Regions from separate parts of the Gossypium hirsutum genome. Here region 1 is linked to region 2. The links are chromatin contacts, called in public Hi-C maps. All regions are on one chromosome and are shown on one strand. Each heading gives the region's core, a stretch centred on a gene start, on an enhancer-like site or on the middle of the called end of the contact. The rest is flanking DNA. Distances are from core to core; before and after follow the strand shown. Region 1 has its middle 17 kb from the start of LOC121218923. Region 2 holds the start of LOC107962911 (neurochondrin).

Region 1 (5,654 bases), core at 820-3,319, 160 kb after region 2:
AAATTAGGTTGAGTTTCTGGTCACATGGCCTAGGGTGAGTCACACAGGCTGACATACAGCCTAGGGTGAGTCACACAGGCTGACACACAACCGTGTGATCTCTATTGGGAATTTTGTCAATTGCATACGGTTTGAGAAGTTTTCATACGACTTGAGACACGGCCGTGTCTCCCTTGCTCTTTAATTGTGAAATTTGTCACACTGGTACAGAGAGTTACATGGTTTGTCCACATGACTGTGTACCTCAGCCATACGGCCGTGTACCCTTGTCACACGGTCTGAACCCTCCTACACGGTCGTGTGGTCCTATTTTTATAGTTTTTCCACTTTTTCTCAAATTAATTTGTTTTAGTCCTTGAGTGATCCCTTGCATGTTTAAGCCTCTGTAGAAGTGATTGGGACACGATTACTAATTGTTTGAATGACTGTGAAGAGTGTATTGCTATTAGACGTTTATATATAAATACATGTGTTTTAATTTTGTTATATAAGATTGTCTAGATGCATGTATGTTATTGAATCAACTAATTTTTTTCAATTATAAGTATGTTGTGGGATATTGAAAACTGAATATGAGCATGTCTGATTCGATATATTTGTATGTATAAAGTGATTTGCGTATACATTGTGGTTGGAATTTGGTTATGAAGAGAAGGGAGATAGATTTGACAGTTTAACTGCATTGATTTAATTAGGCGGTAAATCTGTAACAATTTTGGCAACTTGACTGCATAACATTCGAGTGGCGAACAACCACTTCATGGTGTGTATAAGTTAGATAGGTCCACCATAACCCAAATTTGGTGTGTAGTGGATGGAAGGGTCTAGTGTACCCTATTTGGTGTGTGTGGGATGGATGGAGATGGTGTGTAGCAGTTGGATAAGTTGGATTTTGTGCTAAATTACATTTGAGCATAAATTGCATAATTGATTAGTGTTAACATATTGTGATACTCTACTCTGATATGATTTTTTATTATGATTAGAATTTGGCTATTCTATGTTTGATCAACTGTTTGTTACTATATTGTTTACTTTTATTTTTTACTCACACCGAGCTTTGTAGCTCACACCCGTAGTTTGACCTTTTCAGTTAATCCGCGTGGTTAGGTCTTAGACTCAGCAAATCAGAAGTCTCAGATTTTTTTCATTTCGGTTTGACTTTAATAAAGTTTTCCTATGATATAAGGATTTATGTTCAATTGGATTTGTAAACAAATTTTAAGTGTATTGTGGTATGGGTTTCTGGTTTTGAGTTAGTTTAGTGTTTTCATGCATGGACGTTAGTCGCCTGGACTCTTTCTTTTCTTTAATAATTAATCAAGTTTAAGTTTCAATTTATGGATTTTCAGTCGAAGTAAAATGTCAGATTTTTCCATTGAAATACTAGTTTTGAAACTTCAATTTGTAAATTGCTGAATCTAATTTGATCATAAAGTTAATGAGGAAGTTGTTAATTTAGCTTTAATTTAATATTAACAATAAATAAACTAATGTTTACAAAACCTAAGTAAAGGCTACTACCAAATTTTGTTAAGCATGAGCAAAAGTGGTTTTCGAAAAATTTAGGATGTTTGAACAATATTTTGTTCTAGGCCATTTCGGTGGCCAATCTGACCTGTTAATAAGGGAACTCACCAAATTGTAGCAGAAAGAGGAATTTGGTATATGTAGTCTTGACAAGGCAGAGATAATAGAAGGAATACCCTCTTTGGGGTATAGGGTAGCCGTCATTATTAATTCACCAATGATTAGCAAGTAACCTAACATTGGACTCAATAAGTAAGACACTGAAGCAGATTCTACGCTAATCAGTTTGTTCAATAAGTTCGCCAGAGATCTTCAGAGAAAGAAGATGTCAGGATAAGGATTGTTAGCGTGGAAAATTCTGCGGGGACCTTTAATCAAGGAAGTCCGCGGAGGACTAGTTTGAGTGGAAAATCCGTTGGAAACTATTAGAAGAAACGAAAGTCTATTAGGATTATATAACACATGGAAGACTATGTGGGACTACCAAAGGTGGAGACCGCCAGGGACACTTGGGCAAGGGATAGTCCGCTGGGAACTATCCATTTATTTGGAGTATTTTAAAAAGATTTGGCTTAGGTAAGAATGCATTCTAGGGTTACATTGCGATTACAAGTCCTCTCGGAAAAAGGGGAAGCATTGATTCATTGAGCGAAGTATCTTATTCAAGTCCACGAATGAGGATGGTAGAAAAAGACCTTATCTAAAAAAGGGGATCAAGCATAGGTTAAGTCAAAAAGCAGATTACCATCGAAATAGTATGGCAAATTCGTATGGAGATTAGAGTAGATCAAAAGGATTCTTAACTATGGCGAGGTCTCGATTAAAATGCTAGTAGGTTTTGCCAAATCTATGGTGGCAAATACGGATAATTAGTAACGAGGAATATCCCAACGGGTGTAAGGAAAGGTTGGAATAACAATAAACAGGGTCAAGACCCATAAGGAAGTAACGTTTTTAGAATACAAATATGACGGTGGTAACATTCACTGACAGTTAGCTTGGAAATAATAAGACATTTGCTACGCTAGTGAAAATTATGAATTCTCCTATGATCTTTAAGGAGTTTTACAATTGTGCATAAAGTCTCATTTTTCCCTAATTTTAAGAATTCTTCTATGATTACCAACACACATGATCTCACTAAGTTCTTTCGAGCTTATAAAATCTTTATTGCATGTATGCGGGGTAAGCAATGACTCGACAAATCAAAAGAAAGGACCAAGCCAAACGCCGCCATAGATTAGTGATGGGCGAAGTAGCTATTCATGTATATAGAAGGGCATCCCTAAAGGCCACACTTTAGGGTTTAATTTGATTACATCTGCATCCGAGTCTTAATTTAAAATTTGTCAATAGTTTTTAGAATCAAAGTTGTAAGAATTTATGACCAGTTCTGCACGAGAACTAATAGTACTTAGATTTTGAAATTTAAGTTGTTTAATTATGTAATTAAATCAGAATTAGAAATATTGTTAAGTTATTCGGGTTAGTGTATCATCTGATACCTACACCTAGCAATTCGGTCGAGTATAGGGTGTTACAAGCTTTAGGTTATAAATATTTGATGTTTTAAGTTTGATTCTCATATTGCATAAATCATGTGTAGATTGTCTCTATATTTCTTCCGACTTAAATTTCACCATATGCAGGTCCTTTTCATAACTATTTTAGTTGAGTCCAAATATATTTCAATTATTAATTTAAAATTACTCTATAATACTTAATTTTAATTATAATTTATTCAAATAACTGTTTTATTTCAAACAATTCTAAACTAGCCTTGGGAACTTTGATTTTAAAGGAAATGTAAGTTAGATAACACATGTACAACTATAACATTCATAATTAGCTTTTAAATTCATTTCTCAAAAAATTATAAATTTGATATTTTCATGCTTTTTATATTTATATATATCTCATAGTAAAACTCAACTAATTTATTATTTAAAATTTCAAATTCGGAAAATTAATAGAAAATACCAATTTCAAAACTTATTTAGTAAAGTAGGCTGTTTTCCCCTAAATTTAAGAAAATTAGTTGATTTTTAAAAAAAGAGGCATCTCGTCCAATGGTAAACAACGGTAAAAAAATCCAACAACTAATTTCCAATGGTTTTTTTTTTCTAATGGCTAAATTATTTGCTATATAAACTCAATTCATTTTCTTTCTTTTGCATTCAAATCCTATTTTCTAAAATCTCTCAAATTCTCATTCAATTTCTCTCAAATTCTAGTTGTCTTAGTTTTATATTTCGTAATTTGTTTAATTTTATTTGATTTTTATAATTTATAAAAATGTCAATGCTGCTTAATCGTTTGGATGAGAAACACATTTTTAGCGTCCAATTGCAAATGGTAAGAAAATATTATTAAAATTTTTAATTTTAATTAAGTTAATTATTAAGTTTTTAATATTATTAATATTATATTTTTTTATGTTTATATAATCAGACCGAAGATTGAATTATAAAAACGTACATATACAATTTAAGTGCAAGGGCACCGCGTGTTATTGAACAACACTTGTAAGGGGCATGCTTTAAGCCCCTGACTGCCACGTCAGCAAAAAATGCTTCCTATAAGATGTATTTTTTGTTTTTCTACTTAAAATCTATCTATTTCCCTAAATTTGAAAAAAATATAAATTCCTAATTATATTTAAAAAACGGCCTATTTTTTAAATTTACCCAACGTACAACTAACTCATCCAAAATAAGGGTACAAAAAGCAATTAAAACTATATCATACTATGTAACTTGATTTGGATTTAGATAAATGGGCTTTTATGCAAAGTCCAAGCTTTGGGGAGAAACAAGGTGTTTAAGTGTTGAGTGCAATGACCACTACCCCTAACTGGTCATGCTCAATCCCTTTAGCGCAGAATTAAGCCCTTTTTTAAGGGATAATATATAAGGTAATTATTTTAAAACATATGTAATTAATTTGAATATTTAAATTGGTATTTGAGTTTTTCTGTTCCAATTCAATATCTGAGTTTGGTTTGAATGTTCATTTTGGTATTTGAGTTTTTTCAAATTGATACTTGAGTTTTTTCTTTGTTCCATACAGGTATCTAAATTTGACTTCAATATTTAATTTGATACGAGTTCTTCTTTTGTTCTTATGAAGTACCTTGGTTTTTTTTTTTACTAGAGCACACATGTGAACTAGTTATTGAATCACATGATCTTGTTTAATTTAAGTATCAAATTTGGATAAAAAACTCATGTATCAGATTGAACATTAAAACTGAATATAGATACCAAATGATATATTAACATGTAATCTTTGTAAAATTTTAAGACTTTAAAGCAAAATTGAAAGGGTGACATATGTTTAACTTTATTTTATTATATCCTACATTCATATGTCACTCTCTCTATCCTGCTTACATAGCTATAATGATTATTACACTTAGGGTTGAGAAAGAAATTGAAAAGAAATCCAAAATTGTTTAATTTTATTTAACTTTATTGGATTTGATTAAGTTTCCGGATAAAAGATTGTTAAATTCAAACCAAACTAAATTCTCTTTTTAATTAATTTATAATAAAAAAATTAAATATTATATATAAATTAGAGAGAAATCATTAACAAACGTAATTTTAAAAAGTAAATTCAACCAATTGAATTTGGTTCGGTTCGTTTGATTATCTTTGATGCATCATTCGATTTGATTCAATTTTTCTTTAAAATAAAATATTACATCATAAACCCATCGTAACCTTAACACTCGAAATATTATTTTTGTTGGAATGCGTTTCACGTTTAACCAAAATTTTGTTTTGGAATAATCAAGATGTAGGCATGTGATAAATAATATGATTTAACGATTCTTAAGGATATTGAAACTTATATACTAAAATTATTAGTATAGACTATGGTTGGCCTTTAGGATTAGGTATATGACACAGATATATGGTACACTTAAGGGAATGGGAGTCCACATTTACTAAACAAATCAAAATTCAAAAGAGTTTAATACCTATTTTGGCCCTAGCTCTTTTATTGTTTTGCTTGGTCGCTTTGTTCGTTCTATTTTCATTTGTCTATTATGTTAACCATCGACAAATTCCGTTAAAAAGAATCTCACGTGACTGCTTAAATCAATCAAACGTGAACAC
Region 2 (6,051 bases), core at 427-2,926:
AGTATTCTGAAGAGAAGATGGCAGACAATAAGTGAAGTGCTTCAAACTTCAAGGCATTTTGTAGGAGAGCAAATTGTCTTGCTATTTTGGTCACCTAAATTGCAAGAGAAATGGTTTAAATGATCAAAATTTAACCATTGTGAACTAGACATTGAAAACAAAAGCTTAATGGCTAGAAAAAATCTAGACTCACAATGACTGACAGCTCCGAGAGATGATCGTTCTCAACGATGCCTTGTGACAGCTTCTTTAGCATCAATTGGACAAGCTTCATGGCAAGTTCCATCAAATGAGACCCTGCAGCAAGTTCACATACTATCACTTCTCTGCATAGACAGTAGAACTCAAATTGCAAATCCATAACACCAAGTAACTAAATAAGTTAGGTCCCTAAAAAGTTAGGCACAAACACAGAATAGAAAACAACAAATTCTCTCCAGACTGAAAGCTACCAGCTATAATTATAATGAAGACTGTATAATATAAGGCCTTGGAAGTGCCAAATTCTAGAAATTTGTTATAGTGTAAGAGAAGCTACCATCTGGCAGAGCGGACATTTGATGAGCAAGTAATTTAATCCCTCCGGATTCATACAGTGCTGTAAGTCCATCCTCAGAAGCAGTTGACACCAAGTATAAAAATTCATAGCATTCTTCAAGCACAGGCATGCCTGATCTGCTTTCAAAAAAAAAAACCTTAGTTACAGAGACTAACAACACAGCAATGGACCATAAGTTTTGTTGTAAAACATTAAAAAGCTATGCATCAGATACTAGTGTGTGACATACAGAAACAAAGATATAGCCTCCAAAGATCCACCAAATAAATTGAAAAACTTTGAGAAATCTATCTATACTTGTGTTGGAGACATACCACTTACACCCGAATCCGAGTAACATAGTTAAAAAGCTAAAAATTCATATCAAGCACTGCACATTTCTAAATTCATGAATTTGAAACAAAGAGGAGTATGGATATAAAAAGCTTACTTCATTGACATTACTTCAAAAATCATTGGAACCTTGGAAACCATTTCTTTCGAAGAAGCAATCTCAGAAACTCGACAAAACGCAGACAGAACCGTCACTGACAGCTGCAAATACGCATCCCGGTTTTCACCACTACCACTGCTCACTACACCTTTACCCAACCCTTTTTTTAAACCAAAAAAAAAACTATATTTAAGCATTAAAAAAAAGAATTGCAAAATCATATTTAAAAAAAAAAAAGAGTATGAATTAATACCAGTCCTTGAGAGACGGTCCAAGAAATGAGGTCCAACGGCGTCGTAGATAGCCCTAAGGGAAACGAGATCGTCGCTTTTGCAGAATTTGGTGACGAGAAGCAAGCCAGCGAGGCGTTGCTCGTCTCGCTCGCCTTTTAGTAACTTCAAGCAATCTTGAAGAGATACTGATTGTGATTGTTCTTCTTCCTGCTGCTGCAGCAATTGTGGCTCCTCCTATCAAAAAAAAAGAAAGAACAAACATTATACATATGGCAGATAGAATGGAGAGAGCTGAAGGAATTAGTGTAAGAAAGAAAGGAAGAGGGGAGGTTTACCATGGAAGCTAAGGAAGGATGGCAGTGCAGAGATTTTGGGTGGGTTTTGGTTCCTTTGTTATGATTGACTTGACCCTAGTGGAAATATGTTTGAGGGAGTGTCCAGAGGCGTCTAGTATTGGGCCTAATTAATGGACCAGAAAAGAAAATCCGATTATTGGAATTTACAGGATTTAATTTAATTTGTTCTGAGAAAACAAACAGCTTGGATTTCAACTCACCCTAATTTCAATTTTAATATGAAATTATTCAATTAACTTGGATAAATTTTCAATTAAAATAAGTTGAAAACGGAAATGAAGCAGGAAACATAAAAATTAGATGAAATTGAAAGCAAGCAAAAAATCATTTTGTTCTTTACAATTGGGATATTAGGACCATCTACTGAGTCAACCTAATTTGGGATAAAAACCCAAAATCATCACCGGGGTCTTAATCCGTTGATTACTTCCTACTTACAATGTTTTGCAATAATACATTCAACACATGGCTGAGCTCATTAGTTCCATTCACGAAATGAATATTCTCCAGATATTATATATATATATATTAGAAGGAAGTTCATTAATTTATTCTATGAATGGGACTATACAATTCGAAGAAAAAAAAATATTCATCATAGGCAGTGAAAGACGAGCTCTATCAGCACAATAAATACTTCAGCATCAATAAAACATTATGGTATATTGACAATTGACTTTGTAACAACTTAAGCACAATATATCTAGAGTGATTGCAATTACTTAATGTAATAAGAAAATCAGCCCCGAATAGTCCAAAGCAATAGGTGTATGCTTTTTTGAAAAACATGCAAAATCATCCCTAAAATCACTTACAAAAACAAGACTAAATCCATAAATAAGACTTTATACACAAGCAACACCAAAAAAGAGTTACAAGAGCAGAAAAAAAAAACTTCAAAAAAACGAAAACTTACTAAACAATATAAAACAAATAAAAAAACATATAAAACTTAAAAGACACTATAGGTTATTCTGAAATACTCTAAAAAAAGAAACAGATTAAGAAGTTGATGGCAAAGAAATTGCTGGTGGATAGTGGAGTTTCAGCAACGATAAACACCATCATCTATTCATCACTATTTGTAAAGATGGCAAAAAATACTCGCAAAATATATCTGCAAATTAAAAAGAGAGAAAACTCACCGAATGAATGAAAAAAAAATAAAAAAAATTGTGAGAGGGAGAAAAAGGCGTGCGCTAGACAAAACAAAACAAAAAAAAGAAATAAAAGAAGAAAAAGATCTATATATTAATTTCTAAATTATTCATAAATATCTCTAACCTAAAATGTCTACCTTATTACATTTTCTCCTAATTATATTTCTATAATAGAACATGTAAATGATAAATTTAATATTAAATTAATTATTCAGTTGATGCAAACAAACAAACCATATAATACACAAAACCAATGATTTGCAGCAACAGTTGGATATTCGATTTCCTTCTAGCAAGGTCTCCAGTTCATATATTTTAATTGAAATCTAAGATGATTTTTGAAAGAAAAACATAGTAGGTGAGTGGTTGGTATAAACGTTTCAAAAACTATATTAACTGTCAAACTAGTCATGGATTCAATAATAATAAAATAAACAATAAAAACATTATAAATCGGTTGAATTACTTTTAATCTCATATTTTGTTTTTTTATTGAATAAATTTATTTATTTTTGTATGTAAATGGATTTTTGATCCAAAAAATCCATCCATCACTATAGTCTGATTCCAAAAAGCAAATTAAGGATGTTATGAGAAAGAATACAAATTTATTTAAAGTCATCCCAACAGCAAGAAATTAATTGACATAAGGACAAATTAAAATAAAGATTAGGCTCTGGCCCCTTTTAACGGTCAAGTAGCAGCTGGATCCGCATTGGCTTAAAAGCAAGTGAGCTGTAAATTGGACGGCAAATGCCGGTTTTTGTGGCTTTGGATGTTTCTTTTTATAATCCCTGCATTCCTCTTTGCTCTCAAAAATCATCCTCCCATGGCCGCCGCACCACAAGAAAAACCAACCCACGCCAAAGAAACCTGGCCATTAAGAAACGACGGAAACGAAGACTACTCCCAAGATTTCGAAGACCCGGATTCGTCCTTCGGCTGCGGTTGTTTCCGGGGACTTTTCCGGTGGCGGTTCCGGCTCCAAGGGCAGGGGTACTTGCTGCAACAAGAAGAGGCAAAAGAAAGCTGGTTGAAGAGGAAAGCCAAGGAACTGAAAGAGGTATCGGAGGTATTGGCAGGGCCCAAGTGGAAGAATTTCATACGAAGGTTCAGCGTTTATGGAGCCAACAAAAAAAGGAGGTCGACGATGAAGATGCAGTATGATATTCAGAGCTATGAACTCAATTTCGATGAAGGGATCCATAGAGAAGCTGATGCTGCTTTCCTTGATTTCTCTGCTAGATTTGCAGCTCCATGTGGGATCAACAAAGGGTAGAGAGAGAGAGGTTGGGGGCTTAAATTTAATATAATTTTTTTGAGGGGGTCAAAAAGAAATTTTACCATTACATTGGTTTATAAGTTTATTTGCCCTGAATTGTTGAGTAAGACCATTCTTTTTGTACATTGTTCATAATCGTCATATGAATGATAAATGTTAATGAAAATCGGTTTGTTTGGGTGTAGTTACTTGTTTGGCATAATTACAATCTTACCTCCTATTCTTTTATCACTTTGGTTTTTAACCCCTTTTTTCTCTTTTAAAATTACTTTATTCCTCGATCTTCAATCGTCAGTTATATTACTTTTTGTTAAAACAAAACTCACTGGACTATTAAAAACTTAAACGGTGTTGACATGGTATCTTGTGTATACCGTATTACAATTTATGTTTACTTTATTGTTGATGTAGATGGTTCTTTTAAAATTTTTATGAAGTTTTATTAAGTATGCGTGAACTGTCATGTAAGTTACTACATGCCTCATTAAAATTTTACGAGTTCAATCAATTTTTTCTTATAAAAGAAGGGATAAAATGCAAAATTACAAATGAACTTTGGTTCAACGTACATTATTATATGTGGACTTCTATTTTGTGTAATTTTACACATGATATTTTGGTTTAATTTAATTTTTACTAACTACTAACACAATTATCGATATAACACCAGTAAAAGTACCATAAAAGCTCTTCTACTAAAAAAATGAGCAAATTAGCTCTTGTACATTAGATAAGTGAGCAAAACTGCCCCTCTATTAAAATTTGGTGTTCATATATAATATATAATAATAAATTTAGCCCTCAATATTTACACATTTATTCAATGTGACCCCTACTCTTTTATTGAAAGTAAATTAGAAAATTTTGAAACTAATAAGGCTAAGAGGTGAACAAAGCCTTAGTAACAAATTAAAAATCAAAATTTTAATTTTAGAAAAACTAAACTATATCAAATTAAAAATGAGATTAAATCTTAAATTTAATCATAATAGAAGGACTAAAAATAAAATTATACTGATTTAATTCTATTCCAATTGCCCATTACAGTTAGGTACGCTATTTGAAAACAGACAAAGGAGATTTTGGGGATCTCCAAAGTCCAAACTTCCATAAAAGGTCAAATTAGAGTGGCAATCCATATTTCAAAAGTCCTTTCGCCTATTCAAGGCACAGCGAAATTTACTCGAAAAATAAGAAGGCTTGAACAAAATATTAGGTTTAGAAAAGGACTGAGCTTAACTCGACCAGGCTTGAATATATTATGTTATAAAAAATACTATATTATTTATATTTATATTAAATAACTAATCTAATAACAATTAAATTCATTATTCAAAATTTGAAAAAAAAAATTTACGCAACTAAATAACCTAACTAAAAGTATAAAATTTTAAAATTTATATTTAATACAATAAAATATTTATTACATTTATTTGTATTTTTTAATGTAATAAAATATTTATTATATTTATAGTAGTGTTTTTTAATTTAAATATTTTTTAATATGTTAGAAAACTTTTATTTCAATTTATTTTAGTGCATTATATTTTTTTTAAAAATTAATTTTAAATAAAAAATAATCTAAAAAATTCAAATATGGGTGGGTCAGGCTTAGAGGTGTTCATGGGCCGAGCGGCCCGGCCCGACGGCCCGCTCGAAATGTGAGAGGGTTTGGGTAAAAATATAGGCCCGAAATATGGGCTTGGGCAAAAAAACGAGGCCCCGATTAAAAAACGGGCCGGGCCTCGGGTATCACTTTTTTTGGCCCGGGCCCAGGCTCGGCTTGGCCCGGCCCAAATAATAAATATTTTTATTTTTTTTATTTTTTTAATTTTAAAATACTTTTTTTAAAATTTTTTTAATTTTAAATTTTTTTTAAAATACTTTTTTTAAAATACTTTTTTTAATTTTAAAATTTTTTAAAAATACTTTTTTAATTTTTATTTTAATTTTTAAAATTCTAGGCCTATATTTCGGGTCGGGCCGAGCCCGGGCCTAGGACCCGGGCTAAAAATTTTTTCTGGGCCC

What was found. A called contact is a pair of places that touch in the nucleus more often than the background predicts.
Region 1: a Hi-C map of leaf shows a contact between it and region 2, with 2.1 times the contacts expected there. The contact joins the enhancer-like site here to the promoter of LOC107962911 in region 2. A contact is called at or near these places in 11 of 34 Hi-C or Micro-C datasets (anther, callus, hypocotyl and 3 more).

Annotation. Positions count from the first base shown.
Region 1 is chrD06:24,142,147-24,147,800 of Gossypium_hirsutum_v2.1, forward strand. No RefSeq gene overlaps it. Among protein-coding and RNA genes, the nearest start is that of LOC121218923, 17 kb to the right of the region's middle. Within about 2 kb of position 2,070, at least 3 of the 9 cell types and tissues checked have an H3K27ac peak or open chromatin away from gene starts, as enhancers often do. A contact at or near this core is called in leaf, where this site is marked.
Region 2 is chrD06:23,982,052-23,988,102 of Gossypium_hirsutum_v2.1, forward strand. LOC107962911 (neurochondrin) reads right to left here and starts at 1,677. Exons shown (of 19, transcript XM_041095415.1): 1 at 1,561-1,677; 2 at 1,246-1,459; 3 at 990-1,152; 4 at 539-675; 5 at 194-297; 6 at 1-94. The coding sequence starts at 1,563. LOC121218328 reads left to right here and starts at 3,337. Exons shown (of 1, transcript XM_041095417.1): 1 at 3,337-4,211. The coding sequence starts at 3,517. The coding sequence ends at 4,020.